Linked DNA regions of Danio rerio: region 1 is linked to region 2. The links are chromatin contacts, called in public Hi-C maps. All regions are on one chromosome and are shown on one strand. Each heading gives the region's core, a stretch centred on a gene start, on an enhancer-like site or on the middle of the called end of the contact. The rest is flanking DNA. Distances are from core to core; before and after follow the strand shown. Region 1 holds the start of tubg1 (tubulin, gamma 1). Region 2 holds the start of cntnap1 (contactin associated protein 1).

Region 1 (4,938 bases), core at 1,834-4,333, 140 kb after region 2:
TATATATATATATATATATATATATATATATATATATATATATATATATATATATATATATATATATATATATATATATGTGTGTCTTCAGCACTCTTCAGCACTTATAAGGAGATTCACGTCATTCTCAGCCAGTGACGTCGCGTTTTAAACATTCCATCTGCATTCTAATAAAGCTCAACAGTCCTCTCTCAATTTTGTCAGTTTTCTCCATGTTGCTGTTTGTACTTGACCAAGGCGAGTTCAATACTGACAATACGAGTGGAGCCATGCCAATCTTTGTGAAGCTTCACTCTGCCCATCTGTGCTCTAGTTCTTCGTGGTTTGCATATGTAAAGTAAACACAATATTGCAAAGAATATTATGTGTTTCTTGCTCAAATTGTGCCACCAAGCAACAATGCGGGTAATCCGGCACAGTGCTCCCTAGGGCGAGGTGGCTCATGCATGCTTTGACAAGGTGCTATGCGGGTCTCTGCAGTAGTGCAACCTGCTTCCAGGGTTATGGTGGGTGGGACTTTATTCTATTTTAAACTTTAGTTTACTGTAGTAACTGTATGCCTGTTTGTTGGAGTGTGTGTGTGTTTGTTAGCAGTGTTACTGAACAAACAAGACTCATTTTAACTGCGTGCTGCACTGCAGTCAAGCCAGTAGCGCTTCAGAACAACACAGTCAAGACCACCACGATTTATTATAATAGATTCAGATAATTTTGCATGTCAAACAAACAAAAATACACTCTAAACACCTGAATTGTTTTTTTTTATTTGTCCTAGTCCTGCTATGAATGTGTTCCCGGTCTGTTAATAATTAACAAATGCCACAAATGTGCACTTATCCTAGCTATCTAAATCAGGCTTGACTTATCGGCTCGTTCCCATTCTGGATCAACAAACGTGGAATAGACTAAGCCAGGACGACCCGATTAAGCTAGGTCAAACTGCGCTTTTACTGTTATCCTGGCTTTCTTGATTTTACTTTTGTGCAATGCCCCACTGGTGGAAAAAACAGAAATCAAAACAATGGCCAGGATATATGCTGTTTCGTTCAGTTTAGTACATTTACAGTGGAATTTATCCTAAAATACATAAACATTTATTAAACCTATATGCAAATCATGTAACGTTAAAGCATTTGTCTATCATCCCTCACACACCAAATTTTAATAAAAAATCTAAAAAAAAAAAATTAACAAATTGAAGCATGAAATAAAACTATACATTTTATTTGTTGTCATTAATATAATACAACAAAAACACAGCTGACACATTTTTTATTATTAAAGATGTAGATCTCATGATTTTTAAGATGTGGCAATGGCAATGCAAACAAACTTATGCTCTTCTCGGACTGAAGCATATTTTTTATAGAAAATGTTGATAAAATAAAGTTGAGAATCGTCACATAAAGGTACTGAATTACTGTCATATTTTACAAAAATTCTGATTAAAAAATATATATATGATTATTGATTAGGCCTATATAAATCTTTCTTATTGTTTCTTGAGGTAAGTAAACAACAAAGTTGTTGAAGCAGAATTATGTACAGCATTCATTGAATCCACAAGAAAACATGCAAACAGGCTTGATTCAGTGTTGCATAATTTTCATGTAAAACCATAAATCATTTTCTAGATCTGCCCCTGCTGTGAACACACTTGAAATTTGTTTAAAACTTTATTTTAATTAGATTTGTTTACAGTTGTTTGCTTGGTAAAGCATATAGCTCCATCTGCTGTTAAAAAGCTAAGCTCTGGATTGATTTGAGAAAGAATAGCAATGCATTTTGAAAATCACAGTATCAATTTCTCTAAACAAAAAGAAATGCAGAGCCCCCGTGTGAGACAAAATATAACTAATTGTATAATATTACAAACAAACAGGTGAACAAACGAGAACTGACCAAAATTTTTTTTTTTAAATGCACACTTATATGGCTCAGGGGTGCATTGACCCTAAACAGTCTATTTTTAGAGCACAAGTTACTATGGTTACACCATGAAAGAAAGTAACCTTTGTTTCTGGAAGCGAAAGTTGAAGCTATCTGCTTACAGACGTTTAAATATACCCAAGTATAGCTTCATCACCTGCTTTCTGGAATGCCACTTTTTTGTTTGACCACTTTAAAACATGTTGCCGGATGTCTAACTAAACTTAATTATTTAGGTCACTGAATAAAATGTAGTCCTAAAGCAGTAGGCTTGGTATGATGCGATTATGGTAGATAATTGGCATTCTGTATTTGAGTACCTGATAGAAGAAGACATCTTTCCGGTCAGTGCCTTCAGTGGCAAACTCCTCTACGATGCCCTCTGGACTGATGCCATGCTCAGCACACAACTGCTTCCAAAACTCAAAACCAACTGCAGAGAAAGACAATGAGGACTACATTTATTCAAGTACTCTATTGCATGATGTTTAAAAAACACTTCTCAAAGACAAAGCTACTGGGAAATGCTATATGTAACGTTGTTGAATAATAGCAACATAACGGCTGTTACTGTTTACAGCTTCTATGATGGATGTAGTCCGTCTCCACCTATAAATAAATACAACTCTATTCCCGCTTTCTAAAACGGCCAATGTGACTAAATTGACTAATGTTAATTAACGTTACTACAAAGCAAGCATAACGTTAACTTACCACGTTTAGTTTTATTGATTAGGAAACACAAACAAAGAACAGACAGTAGTGTTAAATGGAAAATAATGAAAGTACTTGGCTTCCTGCAGCTGAAAAAATACTGTAAACAATCAAACCATCTTCTGATCTTATTTACGTTGCTTATTTATGGTGTCGTTTTAAAGCTGTGCAGTGTGATAACGTTAGCTGGATAACGTTAGCTAGCTAACGTACACTGTTTATGTAAAGATGGCTCTTGTTGGCAAACAAAGCCTAATAAAGGAAAATGGCTCACTCTGGTTCCCGCACTGTCCGAGCTGCAGGGTGATGATTTCTCGAGGCATCCCGTCCTGCTGTTATTTCAGCTGTACGATCAGTAAATGTGAGAGACGTTCTGCTGTCAGTCAACCACTATGCGTGTTCCCGCTCCAACAGCAACGGCCTATCGGACGCCCACTGCGCATGCGCAAACTCCGGCAACTTTACAAATTTAAAGCCACTCTGTAATCTAACTAGATCAATCTTTGTAAGGATGGAACAAAATACGTTTTTATGGAAAACAGCAAATATGTAAAAGAAAAAAGACATAAACGTAGAGGGCACTACCGACGTATTTCAAGACGTATGTATGCGTTTATATTGAACAACATCAAAGCTGCGCGTCAGTTACGCAGAATTTTGCAAGCATAGAATTTCTGGTCAGGTTTAAAATGCAGTTTATTTATAACATTTCTCCGGGCAACTTTTTTTTTAACCTCCTAAGATACTTACAATGGGGATATACATATAATTATTATTTTTATTTATATATTTAAATAACTATAAATTTTGTAAATTGTAAAGAAATTATTAAACTTTTTTGTAAGAATTTAAAAGGAATGTGTCTTTTTCTCTATCTATGTAGTAATATAAGACGCATAAGCAGTTTTATTAAATTAAAATATGTATTTTAGATCTTATTCTTAGTTACTGTCTTATAAATGAGATTGTAAACTGCATTCTGTACTATGAAAAAAAATAGTCCTAAAACTTTTAGAATTATAGTTTTTTACTGCAACTGAAATTAAATCTCTCCTGAAGAATGAATGTTGACTTTTAAAATAAAAAAATATTTATATATTCCTTTTTAAAATACATAAAATATTTATCTAATTCGCCTATCCCCCAATTTACAAGCATACACAGTCTAGTAATATCCATCTACGATACATCTGTTTTATTTATTATAAAAACTAACATCAAACTGTAATGCATAAACAAGTTTAATAAGCGAATAAAGCATGGAAGGAGATAATCTGTAAGTGTTGTCTGAACGATATGTGAAGTAAGAGCCTTTACTTCAGTGGTGGGTGTTGGTTGTTGTTTAGCAGCTCTGCCTGTAATCCTGGTCTGCCATTGGCCAGATCAAGCCCGTCCTCCCGTCAGTCTTCGCTGTTGCTCCCGCGACAAAACAACGACTGGATATGACCATAGATATGACAGCAGCACGGTGACAACATTAAATTCGAGCCGAGCTGATACTTAAACGTATTAATTCAACACATTCGTGCCCAATAATGGGTTTTAACTCTCAGTCACTCCGTGTCAACAACGGCAGCCTCTTGAACGCACGAGGTCTGCCCACTGCTGCTCTGCCCTGAGCGGCTTCAGGCTAATCGGCTAGCTCGCTAACCAAACCGTTTCTTTAGCACGAGGGTTGTTTTTAGCGTTACATTATTGTACACTTTGTTGGTTTATCTACAGACACTTTTTTTAGAGACACGTTGAGTATGGCGGGTGGGGCAGAAGAAGCGACAGAAGCGAGCGGTTGTGCAGGGAGGCTGCGCTCCAGCGGCGGCCTCCGGAGCGGTTCGTGCTCCGGTGGGACATCCGAGCAGCTCCGCGCGGTCAAAACAACGCTGCTGGAGCGGTTGGGGCCACACGAGCGCCTGCTCACCTATTTGCAGTCCGTTTTGTTGTGGGAGAGACCCTTTCACAGCGTCCTACTGTACACGGCTGCCAACGTCACGTTCTGGTGAGTGGATGAGCTTTATCTGCATGGATTTATCTGACGTTATCTCGGGCTCTGTTTACAACCCAGTGCATACAGTTGAAGCGTTTACATTATTAATGGGCTTTTTGAGGATCTTGTATAGTTCTTTCTTGTTTTCGATGGATGTATATACGTGTCTGGTTGTTCCAGACTTCTGCCCCTTTTCTTTTAAGATAAGAAACAGATGATGGTCAGGCTAGGAGACTATATTTAGACAGAGCTCTGGCTGTGTTGGTGGTGGTGCTACTGTAAACATAATGCTGTCCGTGCAACAGTTTGTTATT
Region 2 (4,992 bases), core at 1,210-3,709:
CATTGGAATTACCTAGAACTTTTGCAAAATTATCTTAAACATTCATTCATTCATTTTCCTTCGGCTTAGTACTTATATGCATCAGGGGTTGCCACAGCAGAATGAACCGCCAACTTATCCAGCATGTTTTACAAAGCGGATGCCCTTCCAGCTGCAACCCAATACTAGGAAACATCCATACACACTCATTCAAATACATACATACAGTACGAACAATTTAGCCTACCCAATTCATCTATAGCTCTTGTCTTTGGACTTGTGGGGGAAACCGGAACATGGAGAACATGCAAACTCCACACAGACATGCAAACTGACCCAGCCAGGGCCTTCTTGTCAACGACCACCGACCAGTGCTGTGAAGCAACAGTGCTAACCACTGAGCCCGGTCTGAAACATTATATTAGAAAAATGATTCGTCTGTCTACATACTTTGATTCATTTTAACACTTTACACACATTAAAAAACTGCTAATTCAAGCACATGTACATAAAAAGTAGTAAAAAGTTTATGTGAGATGATGATATGCTTTTCCTAACAATTAAATGTGTTTGGAATATTATGTATTTATAAGTATTACTTTTTTTATCATTATCACTGGATATATATTTACCCATTTTTATGTCTATATTATAATTTAATGTACTAAAACATTTGTTATATTTTTTTTTGCACAAACTGCCAAACAAAACATTTAAATAATTATTTACAATATTTTATATTAGTTGACTGCATTAACAAGAACTAACAATGAAAATTAACTCACTCTTTAATTTTTATGGTATTAGCAAAATATTTATATATAGTGCTCAGCATAGATAAGTACACCCCATTTTAAAAATTTATAATTGGATCCATTTCTCAGTGAATATGGGCAATGTATTTTGGTGCATTTAAACAAAACATATTTATCAAACAGATATATTTATTAAAATATATTTTAGTCCCCAAACATATTTAGAAATTAAAAAATAATACAATTAAATTCAAGCAAAATATTGCAAAAATAAATTACTACCTACAACATTTTAACAAAAGTTTATTTATTTATTTATTAAATTGATTTATTTTTTTCCTCTTTTAAATTTGCATTCAATATTTTTCTATAACATACATTTAGGTGTACTAGTTTTTGGACCGTTATCGTAAGTTATTTTGCTATATAAGTTCCAGATTTGGCTTTAGTACTGACTTATCTATAGCACAAATTTAATATTGTATAGCTTCCTTCATATTTTAAATATGAATTCAAAAGAGAGATTTGGGAGGGGTGAACAAAATGCACAAAAATATGTAAAAAAAATTAAAATAAATAATAATAAAATATTTTTTATTAAAATGCTATAAAATAAATGGATTACTGTTTGCACATAGTACTTGCATTTTAACAAACGAACATTATTTTAGAATGTTATCAAATATGTTATATCATGCATGTGAATATCTTTACATAGATTTATTATAAAATATCACATGCACGGCTCTTTTTACCAAAATGAACAGTTTTCCTCATAGACGATTATATAATAAAACAATGTATCAATAGGCTTCATTTGGTATCATTTTGACGGCTTGAGGGTTGAAATGCTGTCTTGAAGGTAACCTTACGTGAGGATTCGCATGCAGTGCTCTACGTCATGTGAATTTGGGAGTTCGGTGAGTTAATGCGCCCGCCCTCTGTCTCCGCATTGGGCTGCTCCCACTATAGCAACTTCGCAGAATAGACATTTTTCATCACGCCATTTGAAAAACGCAGACAATCTCAACTTTTTATCAGTGAGAGACCAATGACACAGCCAAAATCTAATCTGCGTGCTTTCAACAGCTTCCGTTTATCAGCAGGAGAGCGTGTCCTTCCCGCGTGTCCCCTGCGCAAGACGCACCTTTCCATGCAGAAACTTGCCCAAGTGAGAGGAGCGCGCGGAAGCACCGCAATGCAGAAAGAGCCCGGAGACACAGCAGAGTCGCGAGCCCGGACTCACAACACACAATTACACCAGCGCTTCACATTCAGCACAAACCTTCCAGACTCAATGCTTCGCATACAGATTAGCAAATAAAATGTTAGATTTTACCGCTGATATAAAACAACGCCAGCTTTTAAACAGCGCAGTTTTGAAATCAATATCATCATGCATTAGTTTTACCGATGCACTTGTTCTGATAGAGGATAACGCTAACGTTAATGGCAAATAATATTTCATTCTCTATCTGCAGTTTTACTTACGTGACGAGCAAGGCTGAAAGGCGAGAAAAAATAAAAGGCTTGGGGCAAGAATTCTGATATCCATCTTCTCCGAAAACGGAGTCGCTATTCGACGAGTAAATCAAATGTTATCCTTTCTTCGTCACCCGACTGTACAGCATCGTTTAGCCGTCCTTTCGGCCAACTTTAACTCTCTCGGCCGGGATGGCGATAGACTTGCTCGCTAGAGGCGGGCGCGCGCGAGATAGTGGTGCTGATGCTGCGCTTTGGCGGGAGCGCGCATACTTTGATTAAACGAAATTCCTTGAAACTTGGAAAGTCGTGTTATTCTGGCCGAAATAAATACAGAAAGTATCTCTTATTTGATACAGGGGGAAATGGAGTCGTGTGACATGTGTAGAGAGTGCACAGGCACGACTTTTAGTGTCCAGGTTTGCAGTGAGGGAGGGGGCGCAAGACGAGCACAGGAAAAAAGTTTTGAACTCAAGCAGTTCGTCATGGCCATAGGGAATCCGAATCTTTTGCCGAGAATCGGCTCTTTCGAACAGTACGTGTTAAAATGATGCTTTTACGTAATGACGAAAAAACGCTGTGCCTGGTCGTGAGCAAGCAGACACTTTTAATAGCATTTTTACTCTACTCAAGTTCTAGTGATGCATAAATCTATTTTAGAGAAGCCTATTGATGATTTTTAATGACTCAATTGGGTTGATCAGAAGTTTTAAAAAAGGCTTTAACTTTCTAAAAGAAGCACTCGTGTATTAGCATTAGGCTAACTAGTTTTTTTGTAATTGCAAGGTAATTACGATTTTTATGAATGCATATTACTTTTTTTGTTAGATTTAATATAGTAACTGACATGAAAACATGTAACCATACCCAGCAAGCATTTTTAAAAGTTGTCTAATAAATGTCTAATAGACGTTTAAACATAGTCATCTTGGAAAAATAAAGGCTAGCGGGCTGTCAGTGAAAATAGAATAGAAGTCTAAGAATAGACCAAAAACTAGAAAATTAGGCATCAAATCTACAGAAATTAATAACTTCAAATTTAAAGTCTGTCTAATCTTTCCATGTGACAACTGTGTTGACTATTCTTAGATGTCTATTACGGTTCACACCACTTCTGCTGTTCTTTTATTTTAGCTTTTATTTTATAGTAGTCGCTTCGTAGCTTCTTGCGTTTTAGGCGACATTGATCAACCGGCCGCTGGAACCCTTCTACACTCAGCGTGTAGCTTCACCTTTCGGTACCCTTTCTCCTTTGACAGTGGAAACGGCCATAAAACCGTACAGAACCGTTCGTAATCCGTACCTAATTTTGGCATAAATGATATGCTCATATTAATAGACATTGCTATGTTTGCTTCATAAATAAGTGAGTTAGCCTGAATCACTTCGAGACAAAAGAGACAGTTATCAGTTTTTAATAGTAAAAATATGCGTAATACTGAATTCAGCAAAGAAGTAACTATCTGAGAACTGGTATGAGTGATTCACTTAAACAATCTGACTCTTTTCATCCCCAAAAATCCACACATCTCTCACTACTTTTTTTCTGTTGGGTCATGTCACAAACATGTGCAACAGTTCAGTTGTTCATTCCTTTAAAAAGTACAAGACTGAATTTCTGTTTGAGAGCACAAGTTCATCACTTCAATCAACCCAGTGGTCGCAATCAGATTTGTTTGTGGGGGTCGTGAAGTAAGGTGGGAGGAAAAGCCGGATTTATGCTGCTGGAGAAGGCAGGCTGTCCATGATTCTGTGATATAAAAAGGCTTTGGGATTAAGAAGTGGGTTTGTAGGGCAGCAGCAGAGCAGAGGCAAATACAGGGACAGAGAGGGATTTACACGATTTCTAATCAAATCAGATTGAAGTCCCTCCCTGTTCTTACAATCATCGTACACACATCAAATCTCATTCATGAAAATCAATGTGGCGGAGAAAATCTGCAGCGTTAGATGTGGTCTTTTTAATTCATGACTATTCCTGTTTACACACAATTAATTTTTTTCACCGTTGATAGAGATATAAGTAGCATTATTTGAGATCATACATCAAAATCATCTGCATGCAAGGGGAATTACAGTGCTTACTTTTAAATGACTTTTAAAGAATCAGATTTGGAAAATGAACTGAATATATTCAGTAAAGGATCAAATGATAAATCCATGCATGGATCATGAACTTCTTTGCATTTCCTTTACACTGTATATAAACAATGTATTATTCTCATAATCCCAACCTCATCCTTCAATCAAGTCTGTCTAATCTGTGTCAAGGACAACCGTGTCAATGAATAACAATTGATTTAATAATTTCAAGAGCGTCTTACTCAATTGATCACGTGAAATGCAAGTTGATTTGTGATGAAAAGTAAATTATGCTGCTTTTATCCTAATCTGAAGTCATAATTATGAGTTCATTCATTCATTTATTTTCCTTTATTTTAGTCCCTTATTTAACAGTGGTTTCCACAACAGAATGAACCACCAACTATTCCGCCATTTACGCTGCGTTTTACGCTGCAGATGTCCTTTCAACCTCAACACTGTGCTGGGAAACACCCATACACTCTCACATTAACTACTACCAATTTAGTTCATATAGTTCACCTATAGCGCATGTCTGGTTCATTATTTGTTTTCAACAAAGCAGATTGTTTAAAGCCAGTCACAACAAATGCATATAAAAAAGTATAGCATCCTGTCAACCATCATTTGATCTACTGTGCAATACAGTATATACTGTAGCTATATGCTACATCTAACATCTAACAGTGCTTTG

What was found. A called contact is a pair of places that touch in the nucleus more often than the background predicts.
Region 1: a Hi-C map of hematopoietic stem cells shows a contact between it and region 2, with 4 times the contacts expected there. The contact joins the promoter of tubg1 here to the promoter of cntnap1 in region 2. A contact is called at or near these places in 9 of 18 Hi-C or Micro-C datasets (caudal fin, embryo, fibroblasts and 2 more) and 3 of 4 datasets of contacts at active chromatin or transcription factors (caudal fin, embryo and gastrula embryo).

Annotation. Positions count from the first base shown.
Region 1 is chr3:35,946,369-35,951,306 of GRCz12tu, forward strand. It overlaps tubg1 (tubulin, gamma 1), which reads right to left and starts at 3,084. Exons shown (of 11, transcript NM_200908.2): 1 at 2,918-3,084; 2 at 2,250-2,362. The coding sequence starts at 2,966. It overlaps retreg3 (reticulophagy regulator family member 3), which reads left to right and starts at 4,046. Exons shown (of 9, transcript XM_689279.10): 1 at 4,046-4,636. The coding sequence starts at 4,392.
Region 2 is chr3:35,808,809-35,813,800 of GRCz12tu, forward strand. cntnap1 (contactin associated protein 1) reads right to left here and starts at 2,460. Exons shown (of 24, transcript XM_689488.9): 1 at 2,226-2,460. The coding sequence starts at 2,289.